Linked DNA regions of Zea mays: region 1 is linked to region 2. The links are chromatin contacts, called in public Hi-C maps. All regions are on one chromosome and are shown on one strand. Each heading gives the region's core, a stretch centred on a gene start, on an enhancer-like site or on the middle of the called end of the contact. The rest is flanking DNA. Distances are from core to core; before and after follow the strand shown.

The links. Hi-C and Micro-C count contacts between places; a contact is called where the count stands out from the background.
Region 1: a Hi-C map of leaf mesophyll shows a contact between it and region 2, with 2.1 times the contacts expected there. The contact joins the promoter of LOC542248 here to the enhancer-like site in region 2. A contact is called at or near these places in 9 of 25 Hi-C or Micro-C datasets (bundle sheath, ear, leaf and 2 more).

Annotation. Positions count from the first base shown.
Region 1 is chr2:213,468,716-213,475,260 of Zm-B73-REFERENCE-NAM-5.0, reverse strand. It overlaps LOC542248 (alpha tubulin 5), which reads right to left and starts at 2,770. Exons shown (of 5, transcript NM_001111854.1): 1 at 2,589-2,770; 2 at 1,499-1,713; 3 at 1,207-1,406; 4 at 78-586. The coding sequence starts at 2,701.
Region 2 is chr2:213,393,105-213,399,734 of Zm-B73-REFERENCE-NAM-5.0, reverse strand. It overlaps the pseudogene LOC103647768. Among protein-coding and RNA genes, the nearest start is that of LOC100275035, 37 kb to the left of the region's middle. Within about 2 kb of position 5,149, at least 5 of the 20 cell types and tissues checked have an H3K27ac peak or open chromatin away from gene starts, as enhancers often do. A contact at or near this core is called in leaf mesophyll, where this site is marked.

The sequences.
Region 1 (6,545 bases), core at 1,521-4,020, 78 kb before region 2:
CTTACCATCGCGAATCAAGTGACAAGCATGTGATATCATAGAATAAGCACAACTCAAATGCGACAAAGACATCTTACCAGTCCACAAACTGGACAGTTCTCTTGGTCTTGATGGTTGCAACTGCAGCGTTGACATCCTTAGGAACAACATCACCGCGGTACATCAAGCAGCAAGCCATGTACTTTCCGTGCCTTGGGTCACACTTGGCCATCATGCTTGAGGGCTCAAATACAGCATTGGTGATTTCAGGCACAGAGAGCTGCTCATGGTAGGCCTTCTCAGCAGATATTACAGGGGCATATGAGGAAAGCATGAAATGAATACGTGGGTATGGAACAAGGTTGGTCTGGAACTCAGTAACATCCACATTGATAGCCCCATCAAACCTCAGGGAGGTGGTAAGTGATGATATGATCTGTGAGATCAGCCTGTTCAAGTTGGTATAGGTTGGCCTTTCGATGTCAAGGGACCTCCTGCATATGTCATAGATAGCCTCGTTGTCCAGGAGGACTGCAACATCAGTGTGCTCGAGCAAGGAGTGGGTCGAGAGGACACTGTTGTATGGCTCTACAACAGCTGTTGACACCTGCATTCCAGAGTGGCGTTACATGAAAAGTTAAATGATGGATCAGATCCAAATTCATCGAACATCTCTACCCACTTTCCCCACAACAGCTAAGATGCAGAAAACCTACTCACATGAACAAGCTGAATGGACCACATCACATGGACAGGAAGGAGCAGCACTATAGGATAATGCTGGCACATATGCAATGCATGATTTAAAGACACTCATAAAGAAGACCTGAAGACTGTGACAGCTGTAAGACTGTGACAGCTGTACTAACCATGGTCTAAACAATATACAAGAAGGTCCTCACTAACCATAAGTTCACAACAGTTGCTTGTTTTGTCCACACATGATTTAAATAATGCTAGGCTGATCCAATAATCAGTGTCTGTCTGTAATTTAGAAGGCAAGGACAGTGCCACCAAATTGCATAATCCGTAGATTAATTTACATATAAAACAATTTCATGTTGGGTGTATAAATATAAATTGCCGACCTAATACTTCATGTATGTTTTACAATTCTCATATACTTAAGCCAAACTCCTTTTGGAAAGAATAATTATATGAATACATTTTTGTGTGACATCCACAGAAACTAGGTTGCTAATGTAAGGTTCTGTCATAAGGTCATACCTGTGGGGAAGGATAAATGGTGAAACCAAGCTTAGACTTCTTGCCATAATCAACTGAAAGGCGCTCCAACAGCAGTGAACCAAGTCCAGAGCCAGTACCACCACCAACAGCATTGAACACCAAGAATCCCTGCAGCCCAGTGCAGTTGTCTGCAAGCTTGCGCACACGGTCCAGGCATAGATCGACAATCTCCTTCCCAACTGCATTGCACCATAATTAGAATTGAACATTTCCACAGTTGCAGAAGCATAGGACCCACTCCTATTATCTATTCAGACACAAGGTGAATTACCCGTGTAGTGGCCACGGGCAAAGTTGTTAGCTGCGTCCTCCTTCCCCGAGATGAGCTGCTCTGGGTGGAAGAGCTGGCGGTACGAGCCAGTGCGAACCTCGTCGATGACAGTGGGCTCAAGGTCGACGAAGATGGCCCTGGGCACATGCTTGCCGGAACCAGTCTCGCTGAAGAACGTGTTGAAGGCATCATGTGCGACGCCAACCGAGGAATCACTGCATCACAATCAAACCAGTGTTATAAAAAATAGATAGCATGGAACTCCAATAAGGCACGAACCATTGGCATATGCGCTTAAAGAGAATTTATAGCCTATGAAACCTGCCTCCTTGGGGTCCTAAACAGGATTTTTTCTATTATCAGGCGGAGCAGCATTAGGGCAATTTTCTATGGTACTACAAGATCAGGCAAACAGAGAAGGGTGCTACTTTTAACAGAGGGTCAGATGAAACTCGTGAATCCAGGGAGATCCATGGTCTGACACTCATCAGAACATCCCAGTTAAATTATTTATTTAGATGACATCCCTGCAGATTCAATTCTTCAGATCTTGCGCCTTACATACAGAGTTGGAAACCCTATCTGTCCCCAAGCACACAAGAATTAACGTGAGCTCCTCTACACGACCTCAACGCATCCTTCTGTGGCGCCTGCCTAATTAACAGGCCTAGTATTAATAGTCAAAAAAAACGCTAACGCAAACTCTTAATTAGGAAACGTTGCATCTGGTCCGGCTCATGCAATCTCTCAACAACCGGCAAAATGCACCAAAACCCAACAGACAACAACAACACATCCCACCCAACAAACAAATCCAGTCGCAAAGGACCAAACTGCGAGTGCAACGGAAAGGAACAGACGAACCAAAAATACGAAACGGATATGGAAGTACCATCACTACACCTACACGTCCCGTCATTTGCTCCGACTAATTGGAAGAAAACAACGCAGCGAATCTAGGAAATGCGACGCATGAGCACGCCAGAATTTTGAGGCGCCGGCTCCATAGAACGCGCAACAGCTTTAAGCTGCAAAAAATGGGTAAACAGGAGGAGCGCGTCGGGCGGATCGACAGGGATGCAGCACTCACCTGGGCATGGTGCCATCGTGCTCGATGCCGTGCTCGAGGCAGTAGAGCTCCCAGCAGGCGTTGCCGACCTGGATCCCGGCCTGGCCGATGTGGATGCTGATGATCTCCCTCATCTTGTTCGCCCGTCTGCGTCTGCCCTTCCTCCCTCTCCGCGCGCCGCGGTTTCTCTTGCCTTGGGCAGGGGCCTCCCTCCAATCTCTCCCTCTGTCTCTCTCTCTCTCTCCTTCCAAAATGTGTGAGATCGGGCGATAAAAAAGGGGGCGGAGGAGAGAGGGAGCCAGGGGAGGGGGGGTGCACTGGCGAGGAAACTGGAAACGGTTGCTTTTGCAACAGCCAGCGCTGTTTCGTGGGCGTTGTTCACGTGAGCCGGCCGGCCGGCCCGCCCGCTGCTGCCGTCCGTTAACGTGAACGCGGTATGAAAGGATCAAAGAATTAAGAATGCTAGGTGGACCATTGCAATGTTTGTACTGGATTTTATTGTTTTTACATTGTTTTTTGTCTCTATAAATTACAACTACAGCAATACAAACAATCGCCTTTAATCTAAAACGACCAATTGGTAGTCATAATTACATGCTTATTTTCTTGGTCAAAAAACTATATGCACTTTCTTAAAAAAAAGATCATAACCAAATGGATGGTTTAGAGTCGTGGTATGTATTCAGCCTCATATGTACAAATAACAAATGATAAGATAGGCTGATGGTAGCTAATCACAGTGCCTTGGTGTCTATAGCAGTCGTCAGTAGGTCACCATAGCTGACACGGCGGGTCTAATCCGGCTAACTGACAGGACAAGTGTTGCGACAATTTTTTACGCGGTCCTTAGATCTCCTATTTTAAGCCTATCTCACACTTATTTTAAACTTTTTTTAATAATAAACTACGGTTTAGCATCCTATTTTTCACACTCCATCCGTGGATAGTGGTGTGTGCATTGCCGGCCTGGGCCCTCTTCGGCTTGGATGCATCCAGACCGGGTGTAGGATATAGGCTGGCCGGGTGGGCGCCGCCATGGACCATGCGATGCGCCAAGGTGTCAGGCCAGCGCCGGCACGTGGGGTGCCAGCCACTCAGGTGAGCTGGGTCAGGCTGTCCGTCGCACCTCATGAAATAGTAGTACTCTATCGATTTGGAGTACACGATACAGCATAAAAAAGCTGCACCGAGTTCACCATATGGTCGTCAAAAATACATTTTATAAACACAGTACAATATACAATGTAAAATAATGCAAAACGGTATTTTTATTGACTATATAGGTGCAAAGTACATTAGTTCATCCATATAGTCACCAAAAACATCTTTTGCATTATTTTGTATTCTAGATTGTGTTGTCTGTAGACTGTAGTTTAAATATGGGTATAAGTATAAGTAAGCTGTTGGAGATTATCTAAGCTACCGTAAAATAGAGGTAGTCACAAAAACGCTATTTACGAGTGCGTTGCACTTAAGGCATGTCTGGTTCGTGGCTAACTATGTCACACTTTAACTAAGGTTAGTCGTCTGAATTGAAAAACCTTAGTTAGAAAAAATTAGGCAAAATATGGTAAGTTGGGCAACGAACCAAACATACTCTATCTCACTTAGGGCAGCATGTGCATGGGCATGTATATGTGATTGGTGAATTAAAAAGAATTGAAAATAATAATATGTGATAGTTGAAGTAAAGTTGAGATATAAAATAAATATGGTCGTGTAGAATTATAAGATAAAGTAAAAATATTGCTGACAATGATAGAATATTCTTTTCATGTGGACGCCAGCGTGACCGTCTCAGACTACCTTCAGCACTCCTCTCTAAATTTTACCCTCTATATCCAACTGGTGTGCCATGTTATTACCCTCTCTCCCCCCTAACCTTTGTGGCGATTCCCCCTAGAATATCTCTCTAAACCTCATCATACCAATAAAATATACATTTCCTTCAACTAATTCAACCACCATCCGTTCCTTCTTAACTTTATTTTTAATTATATAGTTTCACTGTTTTATTGTTGTACTATTGTGGTACGTGAATAACGATGACAAACTAACTCGTAAAATATTAACCGATTATCCGAACAAACTAAATAGCATATCAACAACTATTATCACGTAACCAGTATATGGCAGATTCTACACAATATACATTAGGTACAGTTTGGATTAGAGATGGTAATGGGTACGAGTATGGATAAATAACCGCGGATAATTATCCACTGGGTATGAGTATAATGAAATTTGCGAGTATGGATATAATAAAGTACTCGCTGATAATATGTTTCGCGGGTATGGATATCCAGTATTCATACCCATTATCCGATAGGTATCTGACATGTGGACCATCTTAATTTAATACATTATCCTAAATTTCCATTTTTTCAATTTTTTCATCCATGACAAGTTGTTTGGTGCTAAAATTAACATTTGATGCTGCTTAAATGATAAAACTTTTGAAATATGATAAAATTATTGTTTGGTGTTGAATACAAAATTATAGTGGGCAGACGGGTAATGGGTACAGCGGATACCCGATGGGTATGGGTATGGGTACAGATCCATACCCACAAACATATACGGATATGGGTATGGATTAAGTTTTGTCTCGTGGGTATGGGTTCACGAACCATATATCAGTGTCTTACCCGTCCGATGTCATTCCTAGTTTGTATTGCTACAATCAAAACTATATATGGAACAAGGAACATGCTTAAAAAGATTGGTTGGGAGCTTCCTGCACGAGTCGGAAGAACAAGAACTCGTCGACATCGGACGGGAGCGACGGGGAGTACGACGCGCATAACTGGATGTCGGAGGAGACCGACACGGTGGGCGACTCCAAATGTTCGACGTCGGTGGCGAGTCGTGGATAGGTCGACGTGCAGCACTGGGCACCGGAGGCGAGCGGCGACGAGAAAGACTCCTAGTGCCGGGCGTCGGAACCGACCGGTGGGGAAGATGACGCATAGTGCTCGGCCTCAGAGGCGTGGTGATGGAGAGGACGACGCACAGTGACGGCTGAATATAGCGGTCCCTCAAATATGAGGGGAGAGAGACGGTCACCCGTGGCGTGCAGGGAAGGGTAGGGGACAACATTGTAGGGGAAGGAGTGTTTGCCGCTAGATTGAGAGTAGGAAGACGCTCGCCCACTAGGGGCCGTTGTTTGGTTACGGACACCAGGAGTGGATTCAAAATATTTGGAGTCCAGGTGTTTTTTTTAAAAAAAAATCACAATTAATGGAGTGTGTGGTTCATCAACAAGAGGTGATGTTCTGTGCATATTTTTTTCCCGGAATCAATTTCTCAACCGGATGCGCTACGGAAACCGGCATCAATGTGAAATGCAGCTACTCGTGGCCTAGCTAGCTAGCTAGCTAGTATATCTTGTCAGTCGTCAGTCTCGTCGCACAGCTTCCGTGGCGAGCGGCCGTAGCTCGTTTGTCAAGCTACTTGACTTTTGCAAACGTCCGGTGCGAGTTTTGGCAGTTGGCATACGCCACATGCTAAATCCTGTCACGTACTCCTGCTGCTTACCGAACTTCCCGTCCGTTTCCAGCGACTCGCCGGACCGGAGACGGGGATGCGGCGCACGGGTGGGGTGATGGTACGTGATGGGCGGCGCTGTTACGTTCCGGCGGTACGCGCAATGCAGTGCCCGTGATGCGACCGTGCCGTTCTGGCCGCTTCTGGTTCCCGCCGTGCACCGGGGCGGTTGCTCTTTATGAGGGAAAAGGAGCACGCACGCAGCGCACGCATCGCCGGCCTCCGCGCGGCTGCAGCTTCACCATGGCGTCTCGTGTCGTGTCCCTGCTCGAAACGGAACTCGACGAACGGCGCACGTCACGGGCGAGCTCGCTGCCTTTAGTTAGCCCTCTGGTCCACTTGGCGCGGCGTGGAAGAGAGAGCTGCCGCCATCGGAGCTGGGCCCGGGCGCGCGGATATTAATAAGGGAGGTTTTGCCGGTTTGGTGGTCGT
Region 2 (6,630 bases), core at 3,900-6,399:
GACGACAGCGGCCACCTGCCTTCCAACACCGCACCGGCGAACAGCGGCCGCCCCAAAGCGCCCCGGCAGGTCCTCACTCTCGTCCTCGCCGAGGCCGTCCCAGAACACGAGTACCGCCCTCGCGGCGTACGACGTGTTGAGCGACCCCCAGGTGCAGCCGACGGTGCAAGGAGGACCTGGACGTGGCCGGCCCGCGCGCGACACGACCGCCGCCCGGGTGGAGGACGGAAAGCTGCACCCTGGCCAGGGGGCAGCAGTTCGCCTTCCCCCGCATGGCTAGAGGACGTCACCTCCGCAGGGCTGGAGGATGCTCTTCCCCTCCGAATGCGGGAGGAAGAAGCGGGTCACCAGCCCACGCGGGAGGCAGAACCCAGCTCGGTGCGCTCCTCCACCTCAGCCCGGATGACGAAGATCCGTGAAGCTGAGGGCGGGGCGGAGGCCGCAGCCCGGCTTGCTTCTCCCCACCACAAGGCTGGTGATCATCCCTACGGATGACCATTGGTGAGGGAATGCAGTCTGGCTGCATGACGAAAATCCTTGAAGCCGAGCGACGACGGGAGAGCGCCAACCCCCATGAGCTCGCGCTCCTCAAACAGCAGCAAGAAGAAAGCCGCGCAGGTGCGCCCCATTCGGGGGCTCGGAAGGTGGAAGGGAGCAATGTAAGAGAGGAGTGCGAAGGCATGGCTACTGCCCGGAGGATCGATCCCCTTTTATAGGCAGATCTCCTCACTTACACCCCCAAGCGTCACGGGCAAAGTCTCCACCAACGTGCTCCAGGGTTCCCACCTTGCGACATGGGGGCTTGGTCCCACACGTCATGAGAGCTGACCCGAAACGCGAAGGAGGCAAACCGCCGCACGCGAAGCATGTAACTGCCCTGCGGTTACAAGCGTTCCCTCATCCTCGCCAGAATCAGCGGACGAAAGGGCGAGCCACCACGCAGGGAGCATGCAACCGCACCGCGGTTATGCACCCTTTCGGCTCCGCCACACCCGGTGGACCGGCACGAACGCTTGGTCCCACCTATCATGTAACCGACACGATGGTCACTACGTGCAAGGAAACCGCACCGCCACCTGCGCCAATGATGCGCCTTCTCGACTGCGGAACCAGTGCCGCGACTCGATGCAGCCCCGCGCGTGACCCAACAGTACCAATTAAGTGCAGCGATCATGGGTCAGTCAGCCGCGGGGGTAGGCGCGACAGTTGATATGGCCAAAAGCGGACCGGCAATAACTGCTACAATAGACGAGCGGAAGCAGCAGTCAAATCACCCCCAGGCTCGCGTCCTTTCCTGAAGCGGCTGGGGGGGCCTCTCCCACGGCGTAAGGACGACGCGCCCGTGCCCCGTTCCTCGAATGGCCCGCGCATGCGCAACAGACGCCCCACAAATCGCCCGTCCCGTCGCATTAACTCCTTGGCAGAGCAAGCGACACCTTTGGCAGGCGAAGCGAGCGACGTTTCACCTTCGCTATAATGGCCGCGTCAAAAAAGGTGCGCCACGCTATTTAAATTCAGATCCTTTTCTGTTTCCTCTCTCTCTCTCTCTTGCCGCTGGGACCGAGAAAGGGGATATTTCGAAAAGGATCCTTCTCCGCGAAGGAAACGGGCCCCCGAGCCCTCCTACTGATCAGGGGTTCGAAGGCTGGCCCCTCGGAAGGGTTCGACAGCCGCCCCAGAGCACTCGGGCTCCGCGCCCATTACTGCTCAGGGGTTCGAAGGTTGGCCCCTCGAAAGGGTTCGACAGCCGCCCCAGAACACGCAGAGTGAGGGATGACCCTGGGTACGTCCAATACATGGCCGAGGCTCGGGCTACACTCCCAAGGTACCCTAGGACATTTCCGAGACCAGCGGGAACGATTTGTGATGGAATCCTACCGGAGGGAGGCACCGAGCCCTCGGACCCTATCGAAATGGGTCTGAGTCCAGCAAATCCCCTGCAGGTACTTTTGGAGCGCGCCTCTGGGCCACTAGCCAACCCCTAACGAACGGGGCACGGGCGTCCATTCGGATCACCCATTAGCAACTCACCGGAAACGCCATGATCAGTGCCCTCCGAGGGTAACGTGGCGCTTTCCCCCCTTCCTCCTTGCGAAAAGGCGACGAAGGGGCGTATAATAAAAGTCGAGACAGTTCTTGATCGTCCTCTCGCTCCGTGCAGAGGCTCGGGGGCTGCCCTCGCACCCGGCTGCGGCCAAAACTGTTGACAGCGTCAATGAACCAGCTCAAAAACTCGGAGCCTGACCATGCACCCGAGCTGCGGCCAGGCCGCATGAGGGAACGACCAGGCCGACCGAGGCATCACAACACGAATTAAGACCTCAGAGGAGTCAGACCACTCCTCCGAGGCCTCGGGGGCTACACCCGGCGGGTGCGCTCGCGCACACCCACCAAAACGAAACATAACCAAGAAAGGCTGGTCCTCTCGCAAAAAGCCGACAGAGCCTCCAAGCGAGTGCCTACACTCCCTTCGAGGCTCGGGGGCTACTGTCGGGTATCGTAATTAGAGGTACCCCCAACACTCCTAAACACGGCTTGTAAACACCTTCAGAGCAAACCATGAAGGCTTACAGTTCGGGTCAAAGTCAAAGCTTCGTCTACCAAGGGACGCGATCTCGCCTCGCCCGAGCCCGGCCTCGGACGGGAACAGTGGTCCCGGACGAGTTCACGTCTCGCCCGAAGATCTCCTCAGGCAGTGAGCGCATCCACGGCTCAGCCAAAGGCATGCCTTGTCGTGCAAGCGACCTTGGTCAAATCGCCTTACCGGCCGACCGTATTGCATGCGCATTTAATACTGGGATCGCCTGACACCTTATCCTGACACGCGCGCCTCAGTTGGCAAGGTCGAAGTGACCGCAGTCACTGCACCCTTTCACTGACCGATCTGACAGGAGAGCAGCGCCGCCCGCCCCGCTCCGGTTGCTGTGCCAACCACCCGGGCGAAACCGGCAATGGCCAAGTTCAGCCTCGGGCGCAACAGGAAGCTCCGCCTCGCCCGACCCCAGGCCTCGGCCTCGGGAGGAGATCTCCGCCTCGCCCGACCCCAAAGCTCGGCCTCAGCCTCGGCTTCGGGAGGAGATCTCCGCCTCGCCCGACCCCAGGGCTCGGCCTTGGCCTCGGCCTCGGGAAGAGTCACGCCCTCGCCCGACCGTGGGCCTCGTTCCCGGCCTCAGCCTCGGAGGAGCCGCCGCCTCGCCCGACCTCAGGCTCAGATCGACCGCGCCACAAGGGACACATCATCACCCTACTCCTGGCTAGCTCAGGATACGAAGGAACAAGACCGACGTCCCATCGAGCTTACCCCGGTAACAGGCAATGATGGTTCCCCGCATGCGTCCATGACGTCGGTGGTTCTTAAACCCCCTACGGAAGCAAGGAGACGTCAGCAAGATCCATGCAGCGCCAACAGCTTTGCTTCTACAGGGCTCATGCACTTCTCCGACGGACACATTAACACGTGCGTAGTGACCAGGAACTTCCCCGCTGGCCACGTAGCGCATAGCTACATCCCCATTGCACAGCTGGGCCATCTCCTTATGACTATAAAAGGGGATGTCCAGGAAGGGGGGAGGGGAGGACAACATACAAGCATACGAACAACGTACGAACACACGGACGCACGGTAGGAGAGACGAGTAGACGCACGACAAAGGGACGGGAGAAGACGAGCAGGGCCGGACCCTCTCTCTCTCCCTCTCTCTCGCCCTCGCTCCCTCGCAACGCTTGTAACCCCTACTACGAGCACCCTGGTGCAGGATAATACAAGGCTTATTCCCCCACTTGTGTTCCATCTCGCACCAACCCATATAGGCAGGGGCACGCAACGACAAATTTACTCGTCGGTCCAGGGACCTCCCGGGTCCGAAACGCCGACATCCTGTGTGACACGTACTAAACTTTGGTCCCTAAATCAAACACCCCTTAACAAAACAACGGATGGCAACTAGTCAGCAATGAGAATGCCGCAAAGTCCAGCCTAGAGATGTACAATAGGATGGCAACTAGTCAGCAGATCTTAACAAAAACATAGTTTATATAAGGTGATGGAAGGGATTTTATTTATGGCGATGGAGGGATTTTATATATAGCGGATGATTTTATATATAGCGGCTGGGTGGCCGACTTCAACGGGTGGAAAGGGGGATTTTATATATAGCGGCTGATTTTATATATTCTTCCCAATATCTGCGTTCCAGTGTTAATTTAACATGGCTAAGCTAATGCATGTCAAGTGAAATTCAGAGGGCCACCCCTTCATCATTCTTGTTCTTGTCTGTTCAACGCCCCATCATTCTTTTTCTTATCTGTCCTTTTTCAGGTCAGGCCATGTTCTTCAGACTCCTATTCAACTTCAAGGTTGGGCGATGACAATTGCGAGTGAAGCAGAAAAAATAGTCATCCTGTACTTTGGACGTACTAGAGGAAATGTTTAGAGCTAGTTTAAAAACACCGTTTTCTAATGGATTCTTATTTTCTCAAGAGAAAAATAAACTAATTTCACTTGGTAAAATTAAAATCCTTGTGAAAATAAGGTTCCCAAGCTAACGCTTAATACCAGGTTACTCCTTCCCCTTTTTGCAGGTGACGGCGTGGTTTCGCATGAGCATATACAGAACTTTGTGACTCCATACTACTGTTCCTGTATTCTTTTGAATGTTTACTTTTTTTGGAAACTACATTTTATACAAATTTAATATATTCCTTTATTATCTTTTGAACAATCCAGGTTACCATCAAGAAGCATCCTTCAAGAAATACCAGCGCGCAGAATTTTTGGCTGTAGTACATATTTGGGACGCTCTTCAATTTCTGTGCAGGACTTCGATGCTGTCATGAACAAGTTAGTGAAGATTTTTTTTTTACTAGTGCTTCATTCATGTCACCTGTTACATGTCACATCGGTGCTGCATCAGGATCAGGCAAACACCGTCGCGGATGACTGAGTTGGCGGTAGGAGAGGTATGCGGACAAGGTTTGGTTTTAGTGGATCCTGTTGGGCCGGATTTGGCCTTGTAATCTCAATTGTTAGACTTTGTTAATCTCTGGTATTGGGCCGTATTGTGGCCGTGTATTCGTGGGCGGGTCAGCCACACGTATAAGAGGCAAATATCTGCGCTGAAGAAGGTATCGAAGAACAGAAACCAAATATCCATACCTCTGTCTGCTTCTCTTGCCTGTGTTCTTTTCCTTTCTTCTCTCTCCTCTCCGGTGTGATATTGACCATTTCATTTGAAATTTTGAATGCATCAGGTGCAGAGGCTTTTTCCATGGCTACTCGTTTATGACAATTTTGATGATTCGTAACCATGCTCTGAGTCTTAGGTACGAACGGTTGGATCATATTAGTTGTTTTCACTGTTGCCCTGCTGGACTTAGCTGCATCCTTCTTGTTTTTTTCCCAGTCAAATCAAATATTTATATTTGCTTTGCAGTAGAATTGCTGTATCAATGGTGATGGAATATGATGACAATGTTCTCAAGGTACTCGCTACTATCTTTTCAGTTACATGGGTGCGTAAACAATGGTCTGAATCTCAGCAGCTTATTTCGAGGTTAAATGAATGTATAGTAATCTAATCACTATCTTTTCTACAAACGCCAGTATGTTGGCTGTTGTCCCAACTGGGAGTTGTTATTTTGCAGCCCAATAGTAAATAGTAGCTTGTTCTAGGTAGAAAGTTCATTATTCAGTGGTATATCTTTGGTTGCCGGGGCAATTACAAATATTTAGTATATCAATTGCTCCAGTAGTAAAGTTTTTCTATGGTATATTTTGTGTTGTCCTAGTAATCAAATATTGAAATAGGATAATCATGAAACTACTCGTCAGTTTTATTTATAAGAAAATGTTGTTCATTGTTGTGGGAAAAAGGGGCAAAATAGAAAAGAAAGGAAAACTAACTGATGCTTTGCCAGCCGGGTGGACGACCGCGGACCGCGCACGCTCGAACCTTGCCGTCGCCGGCGGCCATGCTGCCCTTGGGGTGGGCCTCGCCGCGTCGCGCATCGCGCTGATGCCTTGGCGCCTTGCCGCCGTTGCACAGGTGCGCTGTGCGCTCGTATCTCTGGCCCACCGCTTTCCAAGCGCGTCCGCGCCGCCGTGTGTACTTGCATCCGGCCACGCTTGTCTATCTTCTGATCTTACACAGCACGAGAAATCATGCTGTACGAGCCAGAACTTACGTACAAAACCCCACTATAATAAAACCGGAATCCCGTTCGTCTAATCTTCTCACACAACACAACACAACACAGTTTCGTCGCAAAAACACCATGGAGACCAGCTGGCTCCTCCTCTCCGGCGCCCTCCTGCTTTCACTCCTCGTCCTGCGCCTCCACGCCAAGAACCGCCGCCTGCCGCCAGGTCCTCCGGCCGTGCCGCTATTCGGCAACCTGCTGTGGCTGAGGAACTCTGCGGTGCAAGTGGAGCCCCTCCTGCTGAAGCTCTTCAAGCGGTACGGCCCCGTCGTCACGCTCCGGATGGGCTCCCAACTGACCATCTTCGTGGCCGATCGCCGCCTCGCGCACGCCGCGCTCCTGGGCGCCGGCGCCGTCACGATGGCGAACAGGCCGCAGGCCGCCACGAGCTCGCTCCTGGGCGTCAGCGACAACATCATCACCCGCACCGAC